Regions from separate parts of the Zea mays genome. Here region 1 is linked to region 2. The links are chromatin contacts, called in public Hi-C maps. All regions are on one chromosome and are shown on one strand. Each heading gives the region's core, a stretch centred on a gene start, on an enhancer-like site or on the middle of the called end of the contact. The rest is flanking DNA. Distances are from core to core; before and after follow the strand shown.

Evidence for each region. Hi-C and Micro-C count contacts between places; a contact is called where the count stands out from the background.
Region 1: a contact with region 2 is called in a Hi-C map of ear, with 2.9 times the contacts expected there. The contact joins the enhancer-like site here to the promoter of LOC103634660 in region 2. A contact is called at or near these places in 5 of 25 Hi-C or Micro-C datasets (ear, endosperm, leaf and 1 more).

What each region holds. Positions count from the first base shown.
Region 1 is chr8:2,982,002-2,988,871 of Zm-B73-REFERENCE-NAM-5.0, forward strand. No RefSeq gene overlaps it. Among protein-coding and RNA genes, the nearest start is that of LOC100501819, 110 kb to the right of the region's middle. Within about 2 kb of position 3,885, at least 17 of the 20 cell types and tissues checked have an H3K27ac peak or open chromatin away from gene starts, as enhancers often do. A contact at or near this core is called in ear, endosperm, leaf and 1 more, where this site is marked.
Region 2 is chr8:2,724,636-2,731,055 of Zm-B73-REFERENCE-NAM-5.0, forward strand. It overlaps LOC103634660, which reads left to right and starts at 1,906. Exons shown (of 11, transcript XR_002263998.2): 1 at 1,906-2,717; 2 at 2,985-3,121; 3 at 3,228-3,290; 4 at 3,684-3,773; 5 at 4,133-4,298; 6 at 4,736-4,922; 7 at 5,282-6,123.

The DNA of each region.
Region 1 (6,870 bases), core at 2,635-5,134, 260 kb after region 2:
GTGGCCGAGCTCTGTCACGAAGATTGTCGGGAGAGAGACTCTAAGACTCGTGCCTAGGGCCGTGGCGCCTGAGATTTCAAGACCCTAGGAAAAATCTTATATGGGGCCCTTTTGACCCATTTATATATATAACTATGAGGTTATATGAACTAAAATTTAGCCTATATTATGTTGGATGTTTGAATGATTATTATAAATATTAAATATAGTCTAATTATAAAAACTAATTGTATAGTTAAAGAATAAGCGACAAAACAAATTTATTAAGTCTAATTAATCAATGATTATCAAATCTTTACTTAGCATCATATGAGCAAATCATGAACTAATTAGGTTTAATAGGTTTGTCTTATCGTTTAGTTCCTATATGTGCAATTACTTGTATAATTAGACTATATTTAATAATTCTTATTAACATCCAAATATCCGATGTGACAGGGACGTAAATTTAGTTCTAGGAACAAAACAGGGCCTATATATGTGCATTTGTATAATTATAGTCCGAGTTGGAGTCAGAATCCTAGTTATACCAGATTCCGAGTCCGAGACGATGCTATGAAAGATGCTATGTCTATGCCATGGTGCAGATTAGCTCTTCCAAAGCCTAGGTGAACGACACTAGGTACACCGAGACATCAAGGCCTATTTAAACAAAGAAAATCTGCTCTCTTTGTGCGAAACCTATGATTACCATCAAATCTGCAATGATCAACACGATTCCCCTACCTGGTGTGTCAATTGTCAAGGATTGCTCGGTAGTGAATTTATTTGGTGGATTACGAGATTGAGAACTGAAGGTAAAGGTACATGTGACTCGATGATTTAAATAGGCATAGGCTCTAAATGTGACATAATATTCTATGTCATATGTAGTGGTTTTATTGCCTATGCAATATGACAGATGATCTACCCTCTTGGGGCATTTGAGCCCTCCTTCTATAGTCCAAGGAGGGACAGTGATTATAGGGAAAGTTATCTGGGTTGATCACCAGATAAGGATAATAATGAACCTAGCCGAGTCTATCCCTACTTTTCTAGATGATTATCTCTATCTTTATATACATATTACCCTTATCATCCAGGTTTTACCATATTTACTTGGATATCGATTGTTGCCTTCATCTTCTTGGTAATTCTATACAAGCAAGACGTTTTACTGACATGTGGCCTGAGCTCCTAGACATCTTGGTTGAGCCCTCGGTCCCACCTATCATGGACTTATTTGCTGAGTTGATCTTGGATACCCCTAATATTTATCTTTAACAGCTTGAATACTTCTAGTTTTTCGCATCTTTAGGGCGAATGAAAGGAAATTGAGTTTTAAGATATTTTTATATTGGTTTTGGTGTTTTATGACCATCACAATGTTATGGACTAACTAGTTAGCTAAGTGAATGAATGGTTGTGGATTCATAAGAATGAAATTAGGAGATTTAATATGAACTATGGCTCAAAACTCATCTAGAAAGGGCATAATTTGGAAAAGATGAACTATGAATAGTTCAAGTACTTGGATAATTTTTAAATGACCCTAGGAACATATTTGAGAACCTAATAGAAGTAGAAAAGGTCAAACATTAAAATTGGTCTTTCAGAGCCAAGTTTGAGCAAATATGAGTTAAATAAGTTAAGTTGATCAAGAAGACAAAGAACTATGACTTAGACCAGTTTGATGGACTCTAGATATGGTTGTATAAGTTATAGAAGTGCCCAAGAAAATAGTTAAGCAAAGGCAAGGAAGGAAATCCCAAAAAGAATTTAAGTTTGTTGATCTACGTTGCACCAGACCGATTACACAGAGGACTTGTTATCGGGCTCAGAAAGCTTGGTGCATCGGACCGGTCCGGTGTGCAACGGATCGGTCACCAGACCACTTATGCAGAGAGGTTGGTTCCTAGAGAAAGGTAGCTGGTGCATCGGACCTTTAGGACACAACAGTCAGATTGGATAGCCCGATGATCGAGCTAACGTGGCGCCAATGTGTCAGGGTTTGGTGGTGCACTAGACCGGTCCATTTCCACCTAACACCTAATATCTAGTTCAGAACGATCACTAAAACGACAGTCTGATAGAGGTCCGATGTGCACTGGACCAAGCACTATCCATGGTCTGGTGCACCCGAATTCAGTGCAAATTTTGGGTAAGTGTTCCAGCGGCTATTTCGGTGGTTTGGGGCTATAAATACATCCCAATCGACCCATTCAATATATTAGAGCAACACTCCTGAAGAGACCAAAGCCTCACAAGTGCCACAAAAGAGAGAATTGAGAAATAGATCTAATGTTTGTGTGTGAATCGAGATAGAGCCTTGAGAGAGTGCATAAGAGAAGAGTGTGTGTTGTGTTCTTGAGTCTTGGTGCAAGACATCCATTGATTGTAAAGCTATCAAGAGCCTTCAACGTGTGAAGTTGTGGAGACTCTGATCTCTTAAGAAAAGCAAAGTGAAACTCAAGTTCGATCTTGGTGATCATTTGAGTGAGAAAAGGGTTGAGAGAAACTCGGTCCTTAGTGGACTCCTCAATTTTTAATTATGCTTGGATTAAATCATGTGTACATGGATGTGGAAGTGTGACTATATTTTACTATGCCTTTGTTGAGTATCTGTACAAATATGGATTAATTATAATGCTCATCATTATCCAAATGTGTACAAAGGGAATCAAAGTTATCTCTGGTGTATTGTTGACGAAATTACTATTAAAGGGGGGATTTTGACAAACACATGGCACAATATTGCATATTTATCTTCTTTTTAGGGGAATATTTTGGTTTAGATCTTTTGTCGTTCTTTTTCACTTTGCTTTTGAATTTTAATCATTTTTTTCTAAAAGGGAATGTCAATATTCAATGTTTGTGTGGTATTGTCAATACTTTCACAAAGGGAAGATTGTTAAATCACGTGTGACAAAACATTGAGTTATATTGGCATTGGTTTGGCAAAGTGATTTACATGATTTTTGAACGTAATGTATGTGTGTAAATATGTGTTTTGATATTGATGTAACATGCTTGGTAAGTGTTGTTCTAGGTTCAGTTTTAATGTGACACTGTAGTTTATAATATAAATTGAAATAGTTTTAAAAAATATTTTTAATCTAAATAATAAACAAAATAACTTATCTAAATGTGTTCTAAAGATTTCCATCTTCAGCTTCATGATTTTTTAAAGCTTCTAATGACCTACTTCACTAACTTCATCAGATTTTTTTGAAGATAAGCAGTATCAAACAAGACCTAAGTTCACGAAGAAACTGATGTATTTGGTCCAAGAAAATGTGCGGAATGTTTTGGACTTCACCCCGGTGCACGTGTCATTTACATGCATTGAAGACGAACATAAATCGGCTGATTGATTAGGTAGACAAGTGGCGCCTGGCTCGGGCGAGCGTGGTCCACGAGAAACTGAATTTTGTGGCGTATCCATACATGCAGCTGGAGAATATGTTTTGGCCTACATTGCATGTGTAGGTGTAGACTCAGCCTCGCTATATGCAGATGTTGCTTTATCAACGCACCCAAGGTCTAGATCGATTCACGCAGGATACCAATGAGCCAGAAAGCGTTGAGTTGGATGCTTGCATGGCAGAGTCAGAAAAGGAAAAGAAAAATAAAAAAAAGGAAAAAAAGAGAGATCAGACGCATCTCTTCTTTGCGGGCACTAGCAACAGCCCACTGCGGTGGCGTGACGGTAAGGCCTGGCGAGCGGCCCACCGCACTCAGCCTGGATGAGCGCGGCCCATCAGGGCAAAGTCCTACTCGGTCTTCTCAGGCGCGCTGTCATGTGTAGGAGCTTCATAAGAAGTGGCGCTCAGGCCGGCAAAGGCTACTGGCGGCTGGGTGGGAGCTCCTCGGGCGCTTGAGCACGGGCGCACGCTCGGCCTATTCGGCCTCTAGGTGGGAGGCGGCCTACTCGGCTGGGCTGGCCTAGTGGCGCGCGGTCTGCGGAAGGGAGCGGCCCAAGGCGCTCAAGCGGCACGGCGCTCAGCCTGTTGGGTGTTAGGACGACAAAGAGATGATTGGCAATTACCCGAATTACCCGACGTGTTCTCTGCCGCGGACTGGGATCGCTCGCCAGCTAGGCCCTCTAGAAAAAAGTTGGAGCAACATTGTATGAGAACATATTACCCATCTTCGAGGACAAGGGGCGGAACGACCTCTCGATCTACTTACTGCAGCCCAGGACGGGCGTCGTCGTTTAGGCGTGACTTCTTGTTTTGATCTCCCCTACGCCTAGGACGTTGTCTGGGCCAAGAGCCATAGTTAGTTGTTGTTTCCATTTGGTTCTTCTTTCTCGTTGTTGATACCGGCAAGATTCAGCCAGATGATGATGTCTGCTGGTTGGTAGTGAGAGGACTCTTAGTACCCGCAAAAAAAAGGGCGCTGGTGAAAAATCATGTGATTTAGTTTCTTGCTCTCCCTTAGCCGCGGGAAAGGAGTCTATCTATCTGCCTAGCTTTGGTAGATTTCCCCCAACGCAATTCAAAAACTTTTACCCGATATAAAGGTAGGTACGAGATAATTTATCTACTTACGAGTATGTTAATGAGCAAGAACCTCTACCTGTTGGGTAGACAGGTACAAGTACGGGTTGGTATTATTCATACCCGTCTACCAATGGATAAAATATAACCGCATCAATAGCACTATAATCATCTAATAGAATCTATCTTAGCTAAAATGGAACCCATCTCTAGCTATCATTTGTCTAGCTACCAAGTTATGTAATCATATAATTTGCTATATGTGAAGTTAAACTTGTTTTTGTATGTTTATTTTAATATTATGAGTGATGAATATATTGGAATTTAAGACTTTCCTAGCTGGTACAGATTACCCGACGGGTAAAATTACCCGCACGAGTACGGATATGGGTAAAGATTTTATACCCGCGAGCATATACGGGTAACCTAATGGGTATAATTTTTTTGATGGGTACAGGTATGGAATGGTACTACCCGACAGGTATGTACCCGTTGCCATCCCTACTGAAGAGTTTGTGGCGGCCTCGAATGAGTCTTCGACTTCCTAGATAGAGATGTAATTGAATCCGATACCGATAGATATTACATGTTCCATATTTATTTCTATATTTTTTGGGTATTCGAATAGGATACAAATATTATCAAGTTGTATCGGATAAGATTTGAATATATATTAACATCTTAATTTTCAACTTTGAGTATATAGATACGAATATAAATAATACTCGGACTTGGATGTAGATCGGATCTCAAACCTTTTATATGGATCGAATTCGAATACAGATGGATAATATTCATACCATTTACATCCTTATTTATAAATAAAAGTATTTCCCTTTTTGATATTAGAGAGGTTTAGCCACTAGATTAGAGAGATTAATCTATGTTTTTTAGAAATATTGAGAGAGAACTATATGGTCTTTTGACAGTCGGATGTGTTTAAGTAAGAGAAAGTAGGCAAATAAAATAATCTGGAACGTTGGTTTTGTTGACAGTGGGATTTGTCTGGGGTAAAAACGGTGGGTGGGTTTAGTAGAGGCATGAGTGGGTGAGAAGATTTATGGGTGGACTTAGATTAGTTTGATCTAGTGGATTTAAGGGGTAGAGATAATGACTAGCACCAGCGGCATGGAAACAAGTACAGGGGTAATCTTTTTTATTGGATCAACACACGATGAGGAGAGGATGCACAGATAGCACAAAAAGTATACGGCGGCTCGGGGAGCAACGGGCACGGTTTGGGCAGACATATTTGACCAACGCAACCACAAAAGCCGAGGTGCCGACAAGCGGAGTCCCTAGGATTTGCAGCTAGCTAGCATCCGCCTGTTTTGATTTCTGCCGTATCCGATCGATCTGGTCCGATGGCTGGCAGTGGCAGGCGGGTCGCATCGCATGCATGGAACCACTCGACTTCACTTGACTTGATGTCGATAATTAGTTGACGTACTCACGGACACGGTACAACGTTGCTGATCAGCCGCTAGCTGTCGTTTGTTAGCAACAGAAACGACAATAATCTTCATGTTCCTGATTCCTTAATGATGGGCTGTCTCGTACAATAGAGTCCTAGTGGTAGACACCTTTGCCATGGGATCGGACAGCTTTTTGTAGAGTAGGATATAGTCCATTCGGTAGAGTAGAACACTGGTAAAAGACGACGAAGCTGGACTCATAGTCACGTGTTTTAGACTATCTTTTCTCTAAATTTTTTTCCTTTATATCACTTTTTATCACTATTTTTTATTTTTAGAGTGGTTCGCCGGTTCTCCCTAAACTTCTCCCATATCCATCATCTATTAGTCACACGCGCAACACCGTTAATTTGAACCATATTATTAACCCCACTGTAGCCTCTCTGTCAGACTGATGACAGACAGAGTACGCGTTATATTGGTTGCACTGCCTGCTTATTAAACAATGCAAATTAAGATGCACGGCCGGTGAGCCTCGCGCGTACGTGTGGAAGTCCGGGAGTCATCGGAAATGCAACTGTTGGTGCTTTGTGCGTGCAGGGTAGGCAAAGATCCACGGACACATTAATCAAATGGCTTTGTCCGTGTACTACTATTTACTAGTACTATGATCAACAAATAAACTACTAAACAAAAAGGATCGGGGAAGGGCTCTAGTAGTTTATTTCAGTAGTTTATTTTAGTTGACACCGACTGCTTGTTGCTACTAGCTAGCTAGTGAACTAACAGTATGCAGGTCTACGACCGTTGGAGCCTTCGTCGGGCTAGCTAGCTCTCGCTACCTGTGTTAGCTTGTGTTGTTTGGCACCGCCAGGCCTGTCCGTCTCTCTATCTCTATCTCTGGTCCACAGTACGTACAGACACAAGGCACACTGTTGACGCCTTTTGGGAGCGCCAATTACTCAAGAAGAACC
Region 2 (6,420 bases), core at 656-3,155:
CCGTCAAGTCTTAAAATAAATAAATAAATAAATAGAAATATACTAACAAATCTGTGCTGCTCTGGTTAGCTATGAATAATAAAATTCGTTGGTTTTTTGTTGGGTTCAAGGAAGAGGGGCAACAAGGCCATGAGAGAGAGAGAAAAAAACATTGACAGATTATATAATTTGAGTGGTAATTAGAGATAGAACCACGGAATTTTTAGCTTGAGAGATGCGTCGAGTCCCAATATAATTGCTTGGGGAAATCGCTTTTGGAGCTAGCAGGTAATCAGCAGCGGAAAGGGAAGCTACTACTGCTACCCTCTCGGTCCATTCATGTAAATGGACGGCTAGGCGTAGCCGCCCGCGAGCTGACTGCTGAGTGATAAATCCATGGCTGGAACTGGAAACAAAACAAGCAAAAAACAAAACAATATATATATATATATATATATATATATATATATATATATATATATATATATATATATATATATATATATATATATATAGTAGGAAAAGAAGAAGAAAAAAAACAAGCAGATGTTACATGGTACCACCCCTTCCCTGTACGAATGGACGGTGCACCAGAAATGGCCTGCGATGCGATGGACTCTCCGTGGCATGCACGCAAGCCGGCTGCCTCTTTACGTCGATCGTTGTGTGCCTGACTGCACGCACCGTGCTTCCACCACAAGTACGTGGTCACACCTCGGCCACAATAGACAGGTCAGGCACTCAGGCGTAATGAATTATTGCCAGTCCAGCACTAGCACTTGCAGCTGATGAGATATATCCGTGTGATTGGTTGGTTGCCTGTATCATCTCGTCCTGCGCCACTTGGATCACGTGTATTGACTTTATTAGAGTTTCTGTTTGGTTACCTGCACGCGCACAACACAAAATAAGTTATATCTGTGGTGCGGCCATCCAATCAGGCGGCCCTATATGAGAGAGTCAGTACTTGGAAAAAAAAATTCTTAGCTAGTAGCAAGCCAGTAATAACATGTGGCAGGGCAATTAGTGGCCTGAGGAGATCGGAGATTAACGTACTGGAACGTCGTCACTCGCCTGTTCTTTTTATATCAAAGGGTTCAGCGGAGAGGAGGCCACTGGTGCTTATTCTGCACAAATCACTAGACAATCTCAGGACGAAGACCGAGGCTAGCTAGCGCCTACTACTAGTCTACTATTGATTAGCGCTGCTAACGAACCAGACATTTTTTTTCTTCTTCTTTTGCCGCCAATGGTGGAAGAAGGAGTTACAGTTTGACAATCCAACGGCAAGGCAATCCAGCTGACTTTAGAGACCGATCAACCATCCACCTTTACCTGATGTATATATTCCATTCAGCAGGCGATGACAAAACGGCCTGGAAAGAGTTTCTCCAGGCTGATATCAGCAGGAGCTCCTCCTGTCACCTGCTCTTCTTCCTCTTCCTCTTCTTCTCAGTGGCCTGCAGTCAGTCATGGTTGGATGAATGGGTGGGGTCATCAGTGGTTAGGTTAGCGTTGGCGACTTGCGCTTGGACATTTGAACTCCTTAAGCAACCGTCGGTTTCAGGAACAGGTGAAAGAAAACGACCCCAGCAGAAACGATATGGCTTTTATTCCATCCAATGAATATAAACATCAGATTCCACCGATACAAATATCCCAAGATTCCCATGTTTTTTTTCCTTCTTCTCTTCTCCCACACCACACCGTATGGACATCAGATTCTCAGAGGGGTGTGGGAGGTGCAACTACTATCTACCCTATATATATATATATATATATATATATATATATATATATATATATATATATATATATATATATATATATAAAATCGGCGAAAGATTATTAGCAGCGACGGGTGAGAAAGTTGTACTAAAGCGGCTGAAAAGGAAAGCAAACCACCAAGGTTACCGTCCATAGGGCTTTATTTATGGCCTCCATCAAATGACAGCTGATGGCTTGCACCGAGACATCGATCGACGATATATACCCACCCTCCACTGAAATATCCATTCATTTCCATACACTACTACCATTCTCCCAGGCAAGGCGAGGCAGGGAGCTTTCCAGGCTCCGTCGTCCCGATGACTGCGCAGCTATAACCTCGGGGGCGCGGCAGCATGCGTCTTAACGAAGGATAAAGACCTGCTAAGATGGCCATGGCCATGGCCAGGTTCCTCTCGTGGTTGTTCACATGCTTCGCAGCTCTCGCCGTCCTGGAGGCCACGGTCCCTGCTCGTTCATGGCGCGCTCCGAGTCCCACCCCGAGGCACGAAGCGAGGAGGTTCGAGCAGAAGACGGACAGGTTCTGGGAGTACCAGGAGCAGAGCAATACCTGGGTACAAGTACGCGCGCCGTTCGACCTCATGTCCTGCATCAACGGCACCTGCACAAAGGTAGGATCGATCGGGCGGCTGGCGAGGGAGCCTGGACGACACGGCCTTCCTCCCGTCCAGAGCCAGGAGGAGGAGGAGGAAGACACGCGGCGGGTTCAGGGAGATGGTGCAGAAGAAGACCCTGTCCTGCCTGTAAGGAGGAGAATTTCCTTGACAAGAATGTCAGAGTCGTCAGTCTGGGTGACAGGGCAGAGCGGCTCCATCTACGAGAGGTTCTGGAACGGGGTGGTGTGGGTGATTGCTCCTCATGAGCTCCCTGCCTCGGCTGGGTATGCCACCGCAACTTTCATTGTCAATACAACTATCCTTGCTCTGTCTGAAGCTGGAACCCTCTACCAGGTAAACCTCTGTCGTAGATGTCATCCTTCAATCGTAGAACAGTGAGTGTTTGTGTGTTTTGATAGATAGAACAGTGACTTATTATCCCGATGGTTTAACTGTTGCATTCCTACACTATAAATAAATAAAAAAGCGTAAGGTGGAGTGGATATCGTAGAAAAGAGCGAGATATTGGCCAGTAAAATGAACACAGCCAGTAGACATTTTTCTGCCAAATTAGTTCATTTAAATTGCAATTTAACTCCAATATTCTGTGCACTTTCTCAGTTGCAGCTAAATGAGCATGCCCAGCCTATCTGGACAGAGATGGCATTCAACTCAAGCCAGCAGTCAGCGAATCTTGGATTAAAAACACAAAGTCAAGCTATGCGTATAAGAAATGGGATTGTATCCAATGATGGAAGGTCAGTCTGTACAGTACTGCTTGCTTCTAAGTATTGCAAAAAAAAAGTGATTTGCTAGTTAATTTAAAATCGGCTGATATGCATTGACTGACATTTTCCTAATCAGGAAACTTTTCCTGTCTATCATGAATGGATCCCTGCTTGAGGTAACAGAAATTCAGCCTCTAAGGTATGCAGCTGTAAGCCCGCAATGCCGTACTACCTCCATTTCTTTTTATTTGTCGCATAGTAGTTCAAATTTGTGCTAACGGACGACATATATTAAGGAATGGAGGGAGTATTTCTGAATCCTCAACCACTTCCCATCATGTAACATCTTAGCTCAAAATTCAAATGAAAAAAAAAAACATATAAAGATGACGTATGTAATGACTTTCATATATACTCTATGGATTAAAGAAACTTTCTTACATTTGGAGATCTGAATTTGACGGTGTGCTTATTAAAGTGAATGTTGTGAATTAGCTGCTACTTTTCTTAAAACAGCATTTTCTCATCACAACGAACTACACCATGACCTACTGAACACAATACTAAATGCTCGGACATCATCAATGTACAGGTGGAATTACCATGGGCGTCCTCCAGGTGCAGACGTGTCGTATATATCTGATGCTGGAAATCTGCGGCCAGGGACCCTGTTCACAGTAAGGTACGTTGAACATGTGTTCTTGAGGACTAGAGGGTGTTTCAGTCTACGTTAAAAAACACACACAGTTCTAGAATGTCCCAGATTGCCCAGCCCCTGTCCTGATCAAAGGCTGAACCACTTCCTACTTAGCATGTTTTTTCTACTACTCCTGAAATGTGGGCACAACAATCATAAAACAATAATACACTGGTGCATTAAACGACACAAATGATAAACCTGCTTAGATAGTTGTGGCTATACTCATTTATGTTATTTATCCAACATAAGTGGCATAGTTATCAATAGTCTAATTTGCACACCCTATAAGGTATATTTGTTCAAGTTGTTGGTCCAATGTTAAGATTGGATATGCAGTGCAGTTCCACTGGAGACCTCTATGAGTTTGACAAAGAAACAAAGCCATCATGGAAAAAGCATATATGGAGTGAAGAACTGGCGAAAAATATCTCATTAAAATCATCGGCTGGCTTTGCTTTGCATGGTTTGTCAGGGTCTAACTCAGTGTCTCTTTTCCTGATAAGCAAGGTATGTTAGAATTTTTTTTTTATCATAATGGATCCAAGATAATAAAGATGTGTTACGTTTGAGAGCTCACCCACAACATAATCTGCTTTAAAATGAAAATTTTCTAAGCCATGCTAACTCTTATATTATAAATTCCAGGTGGACTGTTTATGAAGCTAATGTACTAAAAATTTAAAAAATATCTGCATATGTTTAGTTGGATATTTAATAACAGAACATTTACAGTATGGTGCCACTTCAGTATGAACATTACTCTCAACAACGAAATTGAACATTGATCATGATTTTAAGCTTCATAAACTAATTATAGATAAGCAAAAGGAAGAATAAAACAACAGAAATTCAGGAACAATATTTTCCTAGCTAATCCCTCTTTTTCCACTGCAAGAACAAATTTTCCCGTCTTTTGTTTGTTAAAGGTGGTTATAGATTGGCAGGATGGCCTTTTAGTGGAGCGGCGCTTGCATAGAAGGAAGTGGAAGTGGGACAAACATGGAGCTCCTACGGGTCAGAGACTTAGTTCAATTGCAGAAGTTCAGAAGGATGAACTTAATGATGCGACTTCAATGTTTTTAACGACAACCACAGGAAAAGTATATGAGTATCAGTTTCCAAAATATACAGGTACTAATCATCCAATACTGCCATATTTGTATTACATGTCGTTCAAGTAAAAGAAACAAGAAAAAAAAGGATTGTAGGAAGAACTAGGTGACTTTTCACTAAGGAAAGCACACAGATTCAAGCTTGATTACATTTGAAACATTAGGCCCTGTTCGGTTGTTAGGGATTAGAGCTCCGGATTGATTCCTAGCCGGATTACTTCTCTAATTTATATAGATTTTGACGAGCTGGAACGAATCCATGTTTATTCCTGTGGAAGCGAACGGGCCCTTAGTATATTCAAAACAAACTAAGCAAACTGGATTTAACATTCTCGCATAGGACTTCATTAACATGGATTATCTTTTTTGCTGAGAAAGGTGGGGCCCAGAGCAATAAGATAAGAGGACAATGGATAAATCACATGTCCCCTGAGCATGCAAAGGTTGCAAGAAACGTCCCAGGTGTACATGTTCAAGTCGGCAGAATGGTATTCCCACTAGATGATGGTAGGCTTGGGGAACTACATTTTCCTGGGATGGGGGGTACTGATTTTGGTCCGAGTGCCCAAAGTACCATAAGAAGAAAACTATCAAACAAGTACGAGTGGTCCATCCTAGACGCACCAGAAACAGAAGGTTGGAATGCAGAATATTGCACCGAAGAGCACGGTCCGACAAATTGTATTAGTGGAGCAAAGAATATAGCTGCAGACACAGAATCAAATGACTTGAGCAATAACCCACCTTCCAGGAGGCGTAAAGTAGAAGAGAAGCAGCACTACCTAAATGTTAACAGATACCAGCAGAGTGATGAAACTGAATCATACAACTTTCTATCAAGGACCATTGATCTTAACTTCCACATGCGGGTGATGCATGCAGACAGATCGCTTTTCCTTATAGCAGACAATGGATTGACTTTTGAATATCTAAACAGCAATGGTGTTTGGTTGTGGTTAAGACATGAACATGTTACAGCCATGAAAGGAACACTAGGAAGCTACAATGGCAGTTTGTATCTTGTCGACGTGCATGGGAACTTACACATTAGAGAAAGAAATGGAGATGAACTGTTGTGGATTAACTGCACAGCGATGAAGAAGGGAAGACAGGTTGCAAGTGGGTCTCCATGGGATGGCATCCCTGGTTTATTGCGCAGAGTGACAACAGATGATGCACTCTTCTTTGTCAACAAGCGAGGCAGGCTGCTACAGTTCACGGTAGAAGTTCAAACACAATTTAATTTGAGTCATGCTGAGCTTGTTAGATGAAAAACATTCATTGTTGGCACTAAAATTAGGACACTGGAAATAATCAAATCAGATAAAATCTTAGGTTTTATTTTGCAAGGCAGACAAGTCAGATAAAATCTTCGGTGTACCATTGACTTTGTTATGAAAGTTGGGCTATTTACAAATTACAAGTGAATCTGTTATATCCTGTCATCCACTCTTTCCATAATCACTTAGTAGATGCAGGCAATGGGATAGCTAAGAACACAAAGCAATGGGAGGAAG